Regions from separate parts of the Sus scrofa genome. Here region 1 is linked to region 2. A link is a contact called in public promoter capture Hi-C data. All regions are on one chromosome and are shown on one strand. The core of a region is the stretch at or near the end of the contact, and the rest is flanking DNA. Distances in the headings are between cores, read along the strand shown. Region 1 holds the start of GRK6 (G protein-coupled receptor kinase 6). Region 2 holds the start of DBN1 (drebrin).

What was found. Promoter capture Hi-C pulls out the DNA fragments that hold promoters and counts their contacts.
Region 1: a promoter capture Hi-C map of fetal liver shows a contact between it and region 2, with 2.3 times the contacts expected there. The contact joins the promoter of GRK6 here to the promoter of DBN1 in region 2. A contact is called at or near these places in 1 of 5 promoter capture datasets (fetal liver), 9 of 47 Hi-C or Micro-C datasets (blood, fetal liver, heart right ventricle and 5 more) and 1 of 2 datasets of contacts at active chromatin or transcription factors (skeletal muscle).

The regions. Positions count from the first base shown.
Region 1 is chr2:80,523,214-80,528,971 of Sscrofa11.1, reverse strand. It overlaps GRK6 (G protein-coupled receptor kinase 6), which reads left to right and starts at 1,764. Exons shown (of 17, transcript XR_002341730.1): 1 at 1,764-1,975; 2 at 5,633-5,728. It also overlaps a transcript of F12 not described here.
Region 2 is chr2:80,477,881-80,483,707 of Sscrofa11.1, reverse strand. DBN1 (drebrin) reads right to left here and starts at 3,105. Exons shown (of 14, transcript XM_021084369.1): 1 at 2,763-3,105. The coding sequence starts at 2,848.

The sequences.
Region 1 (5,758 bases), core at 515-3,014, 47 kb before region 2:
TCTTTCCTGCTCCACTCATGTTACCTCTGAAACCTATACATTCTCACTCAACACTTAGATCTCACTTGGACACAGCAGGCTTCACTGGGTGAAGTACCTGCCCTTTGTCCTGCTGGCCACTGGATTTCCCTTTTTCAAGGTACTTATCTTTATTTCCCAAAGTATCCTAAATCCATGCACTTTCTCCATCTCCACTGCCACCTTCTTCCAAGCCGCCGCACTCTGTCTTCTCCCAACTGCTCCCTGTGCTTCCACTCCTGGCCCCTCTAAAAGTCCATTAGCTAGAGTGATCTTTTTAAAGTATAAATCATCCTAAGGCTCCCCATTTTATTTAGGGAAAACAACAAACTCCTCATCATTGATCTACAAAGCCTTCCAGGATCTACCTAGAATCCTTGCTCCTTCATCTCATCTCAGACTATTGGGCCTTGAAACTATACAGGCCTTCTTCCTGTTCCTTGAACATACCAAACTTACTCTAGGCTCAGGGTTTTGCACTTGCTGTTGCCTGTGCTTAAAACTGTTCCCCTAGATTTTTGCGTGGTTGAATCAATTCAAATGTCAACCTGAGATCATTTCTCCTCACTATTTTGTCTTGATGTCTTATTAGCACTTACCACTCCCTCAGACCATCCCACTTATTTGTTTATTTATAGGATTATCATCTTTATCCCTCTCCTAGAAGGTAGGCAGAGAGACTGGCTATCTTACTGGCACTACTGTATTCCCCAGCACCTGGCTCAGGGCCTGGCACAAGGTGCTGTTCTCTGTATTTTTGGATGATGAATGGATAGGGATCTGAGAAGCCTAGTTGAAGCTGGCTCTGCCTTACTAGCAAGTTTGGGCAAGCCTCCATTTCCTGGTGTGTGAAGTGAGGGTGGAGGGAGTAGGATGTTGAGTTAGAAGGTGTTGATCAGCTGTAAAATTTCGGCCTTATTTTCTCCCAACTTTTCTGCCTAGAGCCAGCCACTAGACCTCAGCTCCCCACCTGTACAATGGGTGTGAGCTCGTCCCTACGTCTTGGGGTGGTAGAGCTGCCTTATAAGGCAGCAGAGGCCGAGGGAGGGCGAGGCCCTGTGGGTGGAGAGAAATCACAACATCCGGCTGTGGGGGTAGGGCGGGGGCGCCCGCGGTGGCCCGGACGGAGGCCGAGGAGCAGCTAGGGAGGCCCCCAGCCTTCTCTGGGCCTCTCCCCGCTTCCGATGTGCGCCCTTCAAGATGGGCCGACCCAAAAGTATACGGCCGGATACACGGCCCGAACCTGCAGGAGGCCGGCCGGGAGGAGGCCCAGAACACTAAATGCATCCCCTAAAAACCCTGGAAAAGCCAAGGCGAGTCAAAGGGACCCGGGCCACACCCACAGCTAATAGCCCAATCAGAGTGCAGTGCTAAGGCTGACCGACGCTTCCTTCATCCAATCAAGTACAAGAATTCCAGGGCGTGACCCAGAGGACCCACCTCCGTTGTCCCAGCAGAGGGCTCGTCCCTAATTGGCAGTTCGGTATCCTACGAAGGCCCAGAAATTCGAACATAGAGGCTGAACCCCATCGTAGACCAACTAGGAAGATGTGACGTATTAAGTCCCGCCCCCCTGTTCCTTTGAACGAATCCCTGTCTCTGGGGGCGGGGGATGATGAAGAAGTTGTCTAATGGGAAGACGGCGCGGGGAGCACCCGCCCGGTTATTGGCCAAGTAAAGTAAACAGTGGGCGGGCCGGGGCGGGCCTGGCCGGCGCCGGGGTGGCCCCCGGGAGGGGGCGGAGAGTGAGCGGCGGGCGGCGGCGGCCGGGGAGGCCCGGGAGGCCGCGGCGCGGTCACTGCGAGCCGAGCCGAGCCGCGCCGCGCCGATCGTCATCCGGCCCCGGCTCCCTCGCGCGATCCCGGCCGGCGGCGCGGCCCGGCGGGCCCGGCGGCGCCGCAGCCCATGGAGCTCGAGAACATTGTAGCGAACACGGTGCTACTCAAGGCCCGGGAAGGTGAGGCGATCGGGTGCGGAGAACGCGGTCGCGCGGCCTCCGAGTTCCGCTGGGCGCCCTAGTCGCCCGATCCCCTAGGGCAGCTCTCTCCGCGCCCAGCATTTCGCTCAGACAGGGGCCCTTCCGGCCCATGGTCCTTCTCCGCACCTGCCCCCAGGGAGCCGGAGCCCAGGAAAGGGCGGGGGTCAGGCCGCCGCCCTCACGGCGCGCGCGCGTGCGCGCGTTTGTGTGTGTGTGTGTGTGTGTGTGTGTGTGCGTGCGTGTGTGTATGAGGGGGTGAGGGAAGGAGAGAGGAAGGAAGAGGGAAGGGTGGGACCTCAGTCCTGGAAGCCTCTCCCAGGTGAGAGAGGTAAGAAGATGCCCCAGGAAGGGGCAGCCTTCCCCACGTGCCCCGGGCCCAAACTCCGGCGCCCAGCCTGGATCGGCACAAAGTTAGTGCACGGGTAAAAGGTTTGGAGAATGAATTAACTAAGACTCTGCAGTAGCATAGCCCACCCGAGGCGGGGAAAGCTGGTCACATAGACTACCAGCAAGACGTCCTCTTGCTCAGTGCCTCAGGACACTGGGGACAGAGGGGAATGGGTCACTGTTTTTGCCTTCAGGAAGCCCAGACTAGTGGGGCAGAGGGGCACAGAAATAACTGGAAGCTGAGCTCTGAAGGAAGGGAGCATGCTGGGCTGGTGGGACTGAGTGCAAGGCCTGGCACAGGGAGCTGGCGGGGTGAACCTAGTGTTGCTGAGCTTTTCAGATGTTACCAGGCACCTGCTCTATGAGGATCCTGGGGACACAGAAGGACCAGACTGGCCCCCATTGCCTTGTGGTCAGTCTGCTCCTCACCTGCCATTGACCACCTCAGTAATGTAATCACTGAACACCTACTCTATGTCCTGTCCTATCCAGGGTGCTGGGGACCAGCAGAGAAGACACTTCTTTTCGGAACTCTAGGGCAGGGAGGTCAGGGCAGTTTTTCTACTCTTTGATGGGCTTCCAGGCTGAAAGAGCCATCTGCTTCACCTTTCTGATCTATTTTACAAGTGGGAAACCCAGGCTCGGCTCAGGGACTAGCCCCCAGGATGCAATGAGACGGGTTGACCCAGGCCTACGACATAGGATGTCCCCAGCACAGTCTGTAGGAAAACCAGAGGAACCCCCAACTGGCACAGCATCTGGTGCCCCCTGCCTGCCCATTGCAGGTTGACCCTGGGGAGGTGCTGCCTGGAAATGGGCACAGCAGGCTGGGTCCTCAGTGCCCAGAGCCTTCCTTATCTCCTGTCCTTTATCGAGTCCTGGGGCTAGGCCTTCCTCCCAGCCTCTGGGGGCATCTGCCGATTCTGTTCTGCCTCGTCATCCAGCCAGCCAGGGAGGAGGGGTGGGGAAAGCCTGGCCAGACCTCCCTCCCCAGGGCTGTAGTCAGTTCAGTCCTACTGAGAGCAGTGCTTTGCCTGGCCAGAGAGTGTGGGCACTTTCTGACAGGCCATGGGTGATGCACAGTGGGTTATGGCCAGACTGGGACCCGTGTCTTGGCTGGAATATCTGAACTGGCTCTGCCCCTCCCACCTGGGTAGCTGTAAACAAGTCTCTTCTCTCTGAACTTCAGTAACTCTTTTTGTGAAAGAGTTGGGAATGGGAACTGAAAACTAAAGGAAGCCCCGCTTGTCACTGAGTCCTGAATCCTGGTCCATAGACCAGGTGCATCAGAACCCCTTCGTGAGTTGGGTAACAGCTTGGGCCGGGCTTTTGCCAGCTTCCTAAGTGATCTGAGGCTCCGAGTGTTTTGGGATTGTATGTATTCAGAGAACACCTGAGAGATGCCTTGCACATTTGTGGTGGGAGAGGAGCTTTGGTTGTGGTCCCAGTGAGCTGGATTGGACTCCTCCAGGCTTTGGGACTTTGGACAAATCGATTCATTTGAGGGCCTGTTTTCTCATAAGATTGGGCCGGGTCTGGCGGAGTTGCTGTGAGGATGAAGTGGGGTGGCACTGGGGGTCCCCCTTCCTTTCCCAGGCTCTCAGAGAAACAGGGAGCGGACCGGGCTGGGTGGGGAGGAGCCCCCTTGACTCTGGTGGCAGTTCCAGGACAGGATATTTGCATGTGACTCTTTGCTGCTGCCTTGATGTGGCTGGGAGGAGGGAGGAGGAAGTAACTGGTGGGGGTAGCAGGCGGATGGAGGGTTGGGTGAGGGACCTGCGGGGGTGGGGGCGGAGTTCCCCTTCTGGGGAGGCCTTGCCCTGGATTGGGGGTGGGGGGTCTGTTGCTCACTTACAGTGGAGCAATGACTGGCATATGCTGGGTGTGGGCTGCAGGAGAGCCGCTAGCAGGTTTCCCAATGGGTACCCTGCAAGACTTCCTCCTCCAGACAGCTTAGGTCAGAAAGCCCATCAGGGGACACAACCTTGCCCTATCCCTAGAAGATGGCTCCTCCTCCTGCACCACGTGCCTTCGGCCAGGCCAGATGGAAACAAAGCTGGGGAAACCACAGGGGAAACTGAGGCCAGGCAAGGGAAAGGGGTGGCTTGAGGTCGCCCTTGAGTTTCAGAGCTGGGGCCCACCTCTAGCCACAGCTCTGCTGGATACTGGATAGGCTCTCGGTCACCCTCACAATACCTCTGGAGATGGCTTTGGACCTCAAGTACACATGGAGAAATTGAGGTCCCTAGAGGACAAGCGATGGGCTTGAAGTGTAAAGTGGAAGTTCAAACCCAGGTCTGTGAGATTTCAAGACTCAGGCCCCTTCCACCATTTTCAACTCCATGACCCACAGGCCACAGCTGGCTAGCTCTTTAATGTGTTGTGTTTATTTGGCTACAGTGGGTTTTAAAATACAGGAACCAATCTTTCATATAACAGCCTGGACCCCCAACTGATTTTGAAAGTCAGAAGAGCTGGCCACCCTGAGCCAGCATTCCTGCCTAGAAACAGTCAAGCAATCAGCTGCAGCTACCCCTGTTCGAAGCGCAAGCCGAGTCTGGTTCACCACACGCCCTACCCCTCCCTGTTGTCTCCCATTTACCATACCCTGGCTCTGGCTCTGTAGGCATTTGCACTGCTACCCTGGTCTCAACAGCTACAATGAGGGGTCAGCTAGGTAAAATGGGGCAGGTACCCAGGAAAGCAGGGGTAGGCATCCTGAGTGCCAGCCTTCCTGGTGCCACTTTGAGACTCTGATAGCTCTGGTGCAGGGCCTGGAATAGAGGCCTGGAGCCTCCCTGGGCCCCAAGCTGCCCTTTGCCCCTGGCATCTCTCAGGCATGATCCCATGTCCTGGAACATCTCCCTCCTGGGCCATGACTTACACAGTTCTCACCACTGTCCTGTCCTTCTCTTTCTCCACCTGGGAAAGTCCTACCGGGTAGGAAGCAGCTGAGGCTTGCCAGAGCTTCCTGGAACCCCTCCCTCCCCCAGCCACCTGGACTCCATTGCCTCTCCTGGCTCTTCCAGCCCAGGAGCCCCTAGCAGGAAGGCCCAGGGGACCATGTGCGTCCTCCAGTGGGGACATGTTGGAGCATGTGGAAGGAAGGCCTGAGGTGCCTCCCAGAGTGGGTTTGGCCTAGGTCAGGCCCTGAAGGCCTCTGGACCGCACTGAGGGTGGCCGGGAGGCCATAGCAGGACTTGAGACCCAGTGCCTGACCCAGCATCCGTTTGCTGTTTACTCCAACAGGCGGTGGCGGGAATCGCAAAGGCAAAAGCAAGAAATGGCGGCAGATGTTGCAGTTCCCCCACATCAGCCAGTGTGAAGAGCTGCGGCTCAGCCTTGGTGAGGCCTGAGTAGAGACTGGGGGGTGGG
Region 2 (5,827 bases), core at 1,856-4,355:
GGATGGCTCCCTGATTCCCAGCACAGTTCTGGCTCTTTCCCAACCTGGAGCCTTTGCATATGTGGTTCCCTTCACAGGAAGGCCAGACCTGCTTCTCCACCCCATGCCCTCAGGGCCCCAATGCCAGCTCCCCAGGAAGCCCTGCTCTGAGCCACAGCCCCCTAGAGCACTTGCCACACCCCAGCAGAGATGGGAAGAGATCCTGAACCTGCCCCGGATCTCCCTAGACCAGTGCTTCTCAAACTCACTAGAGGTGGCCTAAGCCTTGGGTGGGCGGGAGTTGGTGAAACTGCAAGGAATCAGAATGGGGGAGCCCAGGAATCTACATGTCTCACCATCTCCAACCCCCAGAGACAGACACTGCCCTAGACCGTGAGCTTCGTGGAGGTCTCAGTCTCTCAACACAGAGCACAGAGCAATACCAGCAGGTGTTTGCAATAGTGACACAAACTCTGAGAAACCATCTGGGCCAAATTGGACTGGGGTGAGGTGGGAGCTGGAATGTAGTAGCCCCAGGGAGATCCTGGGGGTCAGCTGAGGATGGGGGGGGCTCTGGGCAGGTGGATTCCTCAGGACAATTGCACTCAGGATGTCAGAACTGGAAGGGCCTTGGGTATCCCAGATATGGCTGCACCCAACCCCCTTTTCAGGAGGACCAGAGAGGAGCAGAGAGCTGTGTGTGGTCATGCAGTGAGTAGGGTCACATCCAGGATACTAGTTCTTCTCACTACACAACCTGACTTCCTGGAGCCCCTGCTCCCAGCACCAGGGCAATGTTCCATTTCTGAGGCCATGGCATCTATGAGCCATCTATCCCTTCAGAGGCAAAGGAAGGGAGGGCAGGGCCAAGCCGCCTCTGTCCAGAGAGCAATTTTACCCCAGATGCCCTCCTCCAGCCTGAGTACAGGGTCTGCCCCTGAGTCTTGAGACCCCACTGTATCCCTGGCTCTGTGCTGGGGGCACTAGTGCCCTATTCTGCAGGATGATCCTCACATCTTTTCTACCAAATGTTTATCTGGGCCCTTGGGAGTGAGCAAATGTGTGTATGTGCGAGGGTGCATGTGTACATCTGTGTGTGTCCCACACACAACCCAGATTGGGGGGGGGTGACGCACGCGAGTGATGAATAATTGGCTTTGGCCACATGGATGCTGCTGTGGGGTGGGAGCCCAAGACTCTGCTGAGCAGGATGTGGGCCAGGAGTGGTTGTGGGAGCTCTGATTTGGGGAGGGTTGGGGGAAATTGGGTGGTGGCAGGCAGCCCCCCAAGACTGGAGAGGAGGGCCTTCTGAAGTGAGCTTGAGAGAGGCACAGCCCATATCCCAAGGCCAGCTCCTCCACCAGGCCAAGCCGGCCACTTGCCCTGAACTCCTCCCATGATCTCAGTCTCCCTGGGGCAGCGCTGGGACAACGGGTGGGCTGCCTGCCCACTTAGCCTGTGCTGGCCTCTTCTGTGACTGACCCGCAGGACACGAGAGCTTGCTTGTCTCTCGAGTCCATCCCTCCGGGCCTGGCCTCCCGCCAGTGCTGCAGTAGCGTGGCATGGACGCCTGGCCATCTTGTCCCCTCCTCCAGCCCCCAGGTCAATGTCCCTACCCTACTGCCCTCTCAGCATGAGGGTGGGGCCAGCCCAAGTGAGGTCCATGAGACCTGCCTTCACTCTGTGACTCAGTTTCCTGCCTGCCATGGGAAGAAGCCTAGGGAACAGAATGGGCACCTTCCCCAGGAGAAGAGTATTTTGGGGGGCTGATGATTTCTGAATGGGGCAATGAGGAACCCTTCGGCTTTCCTGCCACACTGAGGACTCCATCCCCTGAGCAGGTGGTCTATCCCCTCCCATAGCCCAGTGGGAGACAACAGCTGGCACGAGGGGGAGAAGGCAGGCCAGCTCCTCCCCCAGCAGGAAGCTGAGAGCCCCTTGCCACTGGGCCACTGGGTTATGGCTCAGTGGATCTACTCACCCCCTCATCCTTCTCCAGGAACTCCCTCCACATTAGTGCCCCTGGGGTCTTCCTCGCGGGAACCCCACCTGGTTCCCTAGGCAGGCAGTTCAGTCCCTTTGGCATGTCCCAACCCAGCCGCCTGGTCCCTGCAATCCCCATCGGGCTGTGGATCCCTGCCTCCTCGACCCCTGAGGGAACAGGAGTCACTTGGCGGTGGCTATGTGGCAATGAACGTCTTTCCATCACACCCCAACTCTGAGAGGCCCCCCGGTGGGCGGGGCGCCCCGGCCCCCAGCCCGCTCTGCTCCTCCCCCCGCCCTGGCTTTCCTTTGTGCTCTGGCCGGGCCGGGCTGGGCCGGGCAGACTGCACTCGCTCTCATAGCTGGTCCCCGCCCCGTCCCTGCCCGGTCCTTGCCCGCTCGAAGGTGGCGAAGGTGCCCTTGGCCGCCCGGTGCACACCTGTCCCCCGGGTCCGGGGCGGAGGGAAGGGGGCGGGGGATGGCCTCCCGAAGGGCCAGGAGGCCCCGGGCCACACATCTGGACCCTGCGTCTCCCCAGCTCGCGTCCGGCCACCGCTCCCAACGCGCGACTGGGGCCGCCTCCGGGCGCTCGGGGCCGCCGGTGCCCCGCCTGGCCCGCCCGGCCCCTCCCCCGGCGCGCACAAAGGCAGCCCCTCCCCAGCCCTCCCGGGCCGCTGCACCATTTCGGGGTCTCCCCCTCCCTCCCGGCTGCTGGGCGGCGGGGCCGGGTGGAAACAAAGGCGCGGCGGCGGCGGCAGCGCGGGGACAAAGGGGCTGGGGGGCGGGGGCGGGGGGCTCACCAGTCGGCCGAGCTCTCCTCCCGAATCACCTCCTCGTAAGCCGCCAGCAGCTCCAGGCGGTGGCCGCTGAAGCTGACGCCGGCCATGCTGCGGGCCGGACCGAAGCCGAACGGACAGACGCACGGACGGACGGACGGACGGAGAAGGAGGGAGGGAAAGAGGGAGTCGCCGCGCCGCCGCTGCCGCCTCAGAGCCTCTGCAGCGTTGCGAGCTGAGCGAGCCAGCGGCCGGGGGAGGGGAGCCGGCCGGCGGGGGGCGGGGGGCGCTGGCTCCGCCCGGCTCGCTCCCTCCGCGCGCTCGGTCCTAGCGCCGCCCCGGCCCAGCCCAGGGGGAGGCCCGCCCCCCCTTCCCGGCCTGCCTCGGGCGCCCCCACGCCCCTCGCCCGCAGCCCCTGCGCGCCTCGCCCGGGCGGCTCTACCCCTCTGCGCCCGGGGGCTGTCCTTCCCACGTCCCAAACTCTCACCTAGGGTGTTTCCAGCCCGCCTGACGCCCTCACCCCTTTCCCCCAGACGCAAACGCAGCCCGTCCCCACCTCACCAACCCCTTATGCAGGCCCAGCTTCGGTCCCAAATCCACTCCATTCCAATCCGGCCCAGCCCCATTCCGTCCTTAATTGATCTCTACTCCAGCCTCGTCCCCACTCCTGGTCCATCCCAACCTCCCAGCCCTAACCCATTTCATCTGCAGCCCATCCCCACCTCTGAAAGGCCCGTTCCTAATCAATCCTCATCACTGTCCGCTGCCCTGTTCATCTCCACCCCAAATCCAGACCATTTCTTTCCCCTCCCAGCTTCAGCCCCACTCCCAACCCAGTGCTAGACACACACCCCTTACCCATTCATCAGACCCCATCCCTAGCCGCACCCTCCTCCGTCTAGCCTATGCTGTTCCCATTCTGATCCTGTCCCTAACCACATCTCTCCATCCTTACCTCCTAAACCATTCCCCAGCTGCAACCCAGTTTCTTACCTCAGCACTCCCAACCTCTACCCTTTCCTTGCCCCACCCTATGCTGTGCACCCCTCTCTTACCAGCCACCCCCTGAGCCCTCTCAGATGGGGCCAGCCCAGGAAATCCTTTGCCTTCCCTCCCAAGCCTCAGCCCTCCCAGAGGAATCCCAAGTTGGTTCGAGTTCCAGAAGTAGCATCTAACCCCAGATTCCCAGGGCAGGGCTCCTCCAAGGACACTCCAGGGCCAGCCTCCTGACACCTTTATTTCCCAAAGCTCTGAGCACAGGCAACACTGGGGCCTCAGAAGAGTCCTCTGCAGGGAAGTGGGACTGCCAGAGCCTCCTGGAGCATCTCCGCTCCCATCTGAGCTGAGACCCCGAAACCCTCTGCAGCTCTCAGAAGCCTTTACCATCAGCTACAAGGTCTTCCACCCCATCTTCTCAAAGGAGGTGACAGAACCTGAGAAAACTCCTGGTCCAATCTGGAAGGTGGTTGGGCTGGGTCTCTGAGTTCTTAGTTGGGTAACCAGCTGTACCAAGAGAAGGAGGGCATTGTGCATTGGTTTCCAGCAGTGGGTCACAGTGTTTGGGTGTAGGAAAAAGCTCTTAAGATACATCACAGGCCCCTCTGGAGAACTCTATGCACCCATTATGCCCATGGACCCCTGGCCCTGGCAGTTTCTTCGTGGCTCCCACTTGGAGCAGGTCACAGGCAGAGTCACTAAGATTCTGGGGAGAGAGGAGACCCCACAGTGGGGCTGAAGGGTACCTGGGAGAAGGATTTCAGGCCTCAGTCCTTTCCTGCTTCCTTTGACTTATCCCAGCTCAGAACACCTCTCCACCCAAAGCCCCCTCCCCAGCTCACTCAATTTCACATCCAAACAGCAGAAGCCCTACCTGCACGCTCTCCTTTCCTCAAATTCCTGCCTCCCCTAGCCACCTACAGACTCCAGCCACACCCACTCTTACCTCTTTGCCATCTATATTTTTAAATAAACTTTTAATTTTAGAACAGTTTGAAATTCACAGAAAAATTACAAAGATAGTGCAGAGAGTCCCCATATGCCCCATGCCCAGTTTTCTCTATTTTCAGGGCAGCAAGAAGGTTCCCTGCTGGCATTCCCCCAAAAGCCCACTCCTTCTGGTCTTCTTGCCCGTCACCCCTCCACATCCTCATTATCCCATAATTTGTCTATCTATAATCTGTCTTGACCTTCTTGCACTGGCCCTGGCACTGCTCTAGCCAAAGGCACCAGTGACCTCTACAGTGCCAAATTCATTGCCCCTGTTGTGGTCCTGGGTTTCGTCAACCGTTGGGAGCAGGGCAACCACCGATCACTTTCTCCTCTGCAACCCTGCCTCCCATCAACCGCCTGTTGCCCCTGAAACCCACATGCTCAGCCTTGGTGGTGGGTGCTGGGTGTGTCCTTGGAGGCCCTCCCAGGCTTTCATGTCTACCCAGCACTGATCACCCTTCAAGTCTCTCCCAACCCTAGATCTTGAGCCCCCCCTCCCACCCCAAAGAGGGAGGTTGGTCCAATGGCTTCTGGGTCCTCAGATTGGAAGAGCCAAGAGAGAGGGAGGATTCAGATCCAGAAGCTGGTCACTTGCTGTGTGACCTTGGGTAAAATGCTTTCCCTCTCCGAGTTTCCTCTTTGATAATATTGTGAGGGTGAAATGCAAGTGTGGATGAAGGCTTGGGAGTGAGAGAACCCCTTCCTCTTCCTTCTAGAAGCCCCAACCTCCTCCCTCCCACGCCCACCTTCCTGCTCTGTGTTCCTCTCAGGGAAGGCTTCAAGGATGACACATAGGTTTCAGGACTCTTTCAGCACCAGCTGCTGGAGTCTTCTCTGCCCTCACCCTGCCTCTGCAAGTTCCTAGCAAGCACACTTTCAAAAGGTACCCCCTCATCTTTACAGTGTTCATAGCACTTCCCAGGTCTTGCCCCTGGCACCAGGGAACTGGGGCAGGAAGGAGCCACTTTGACCACATTAGCCCTGCTCTCATCTTGCTACCCATGTGACCTTAGTCTGCTTGGCCTTTCTTGTTTCATCTCTATAAAATGGGGATGATAATGATGGTACCTAGCTCACGGGTCTGTTTGAGGATTTAAAAC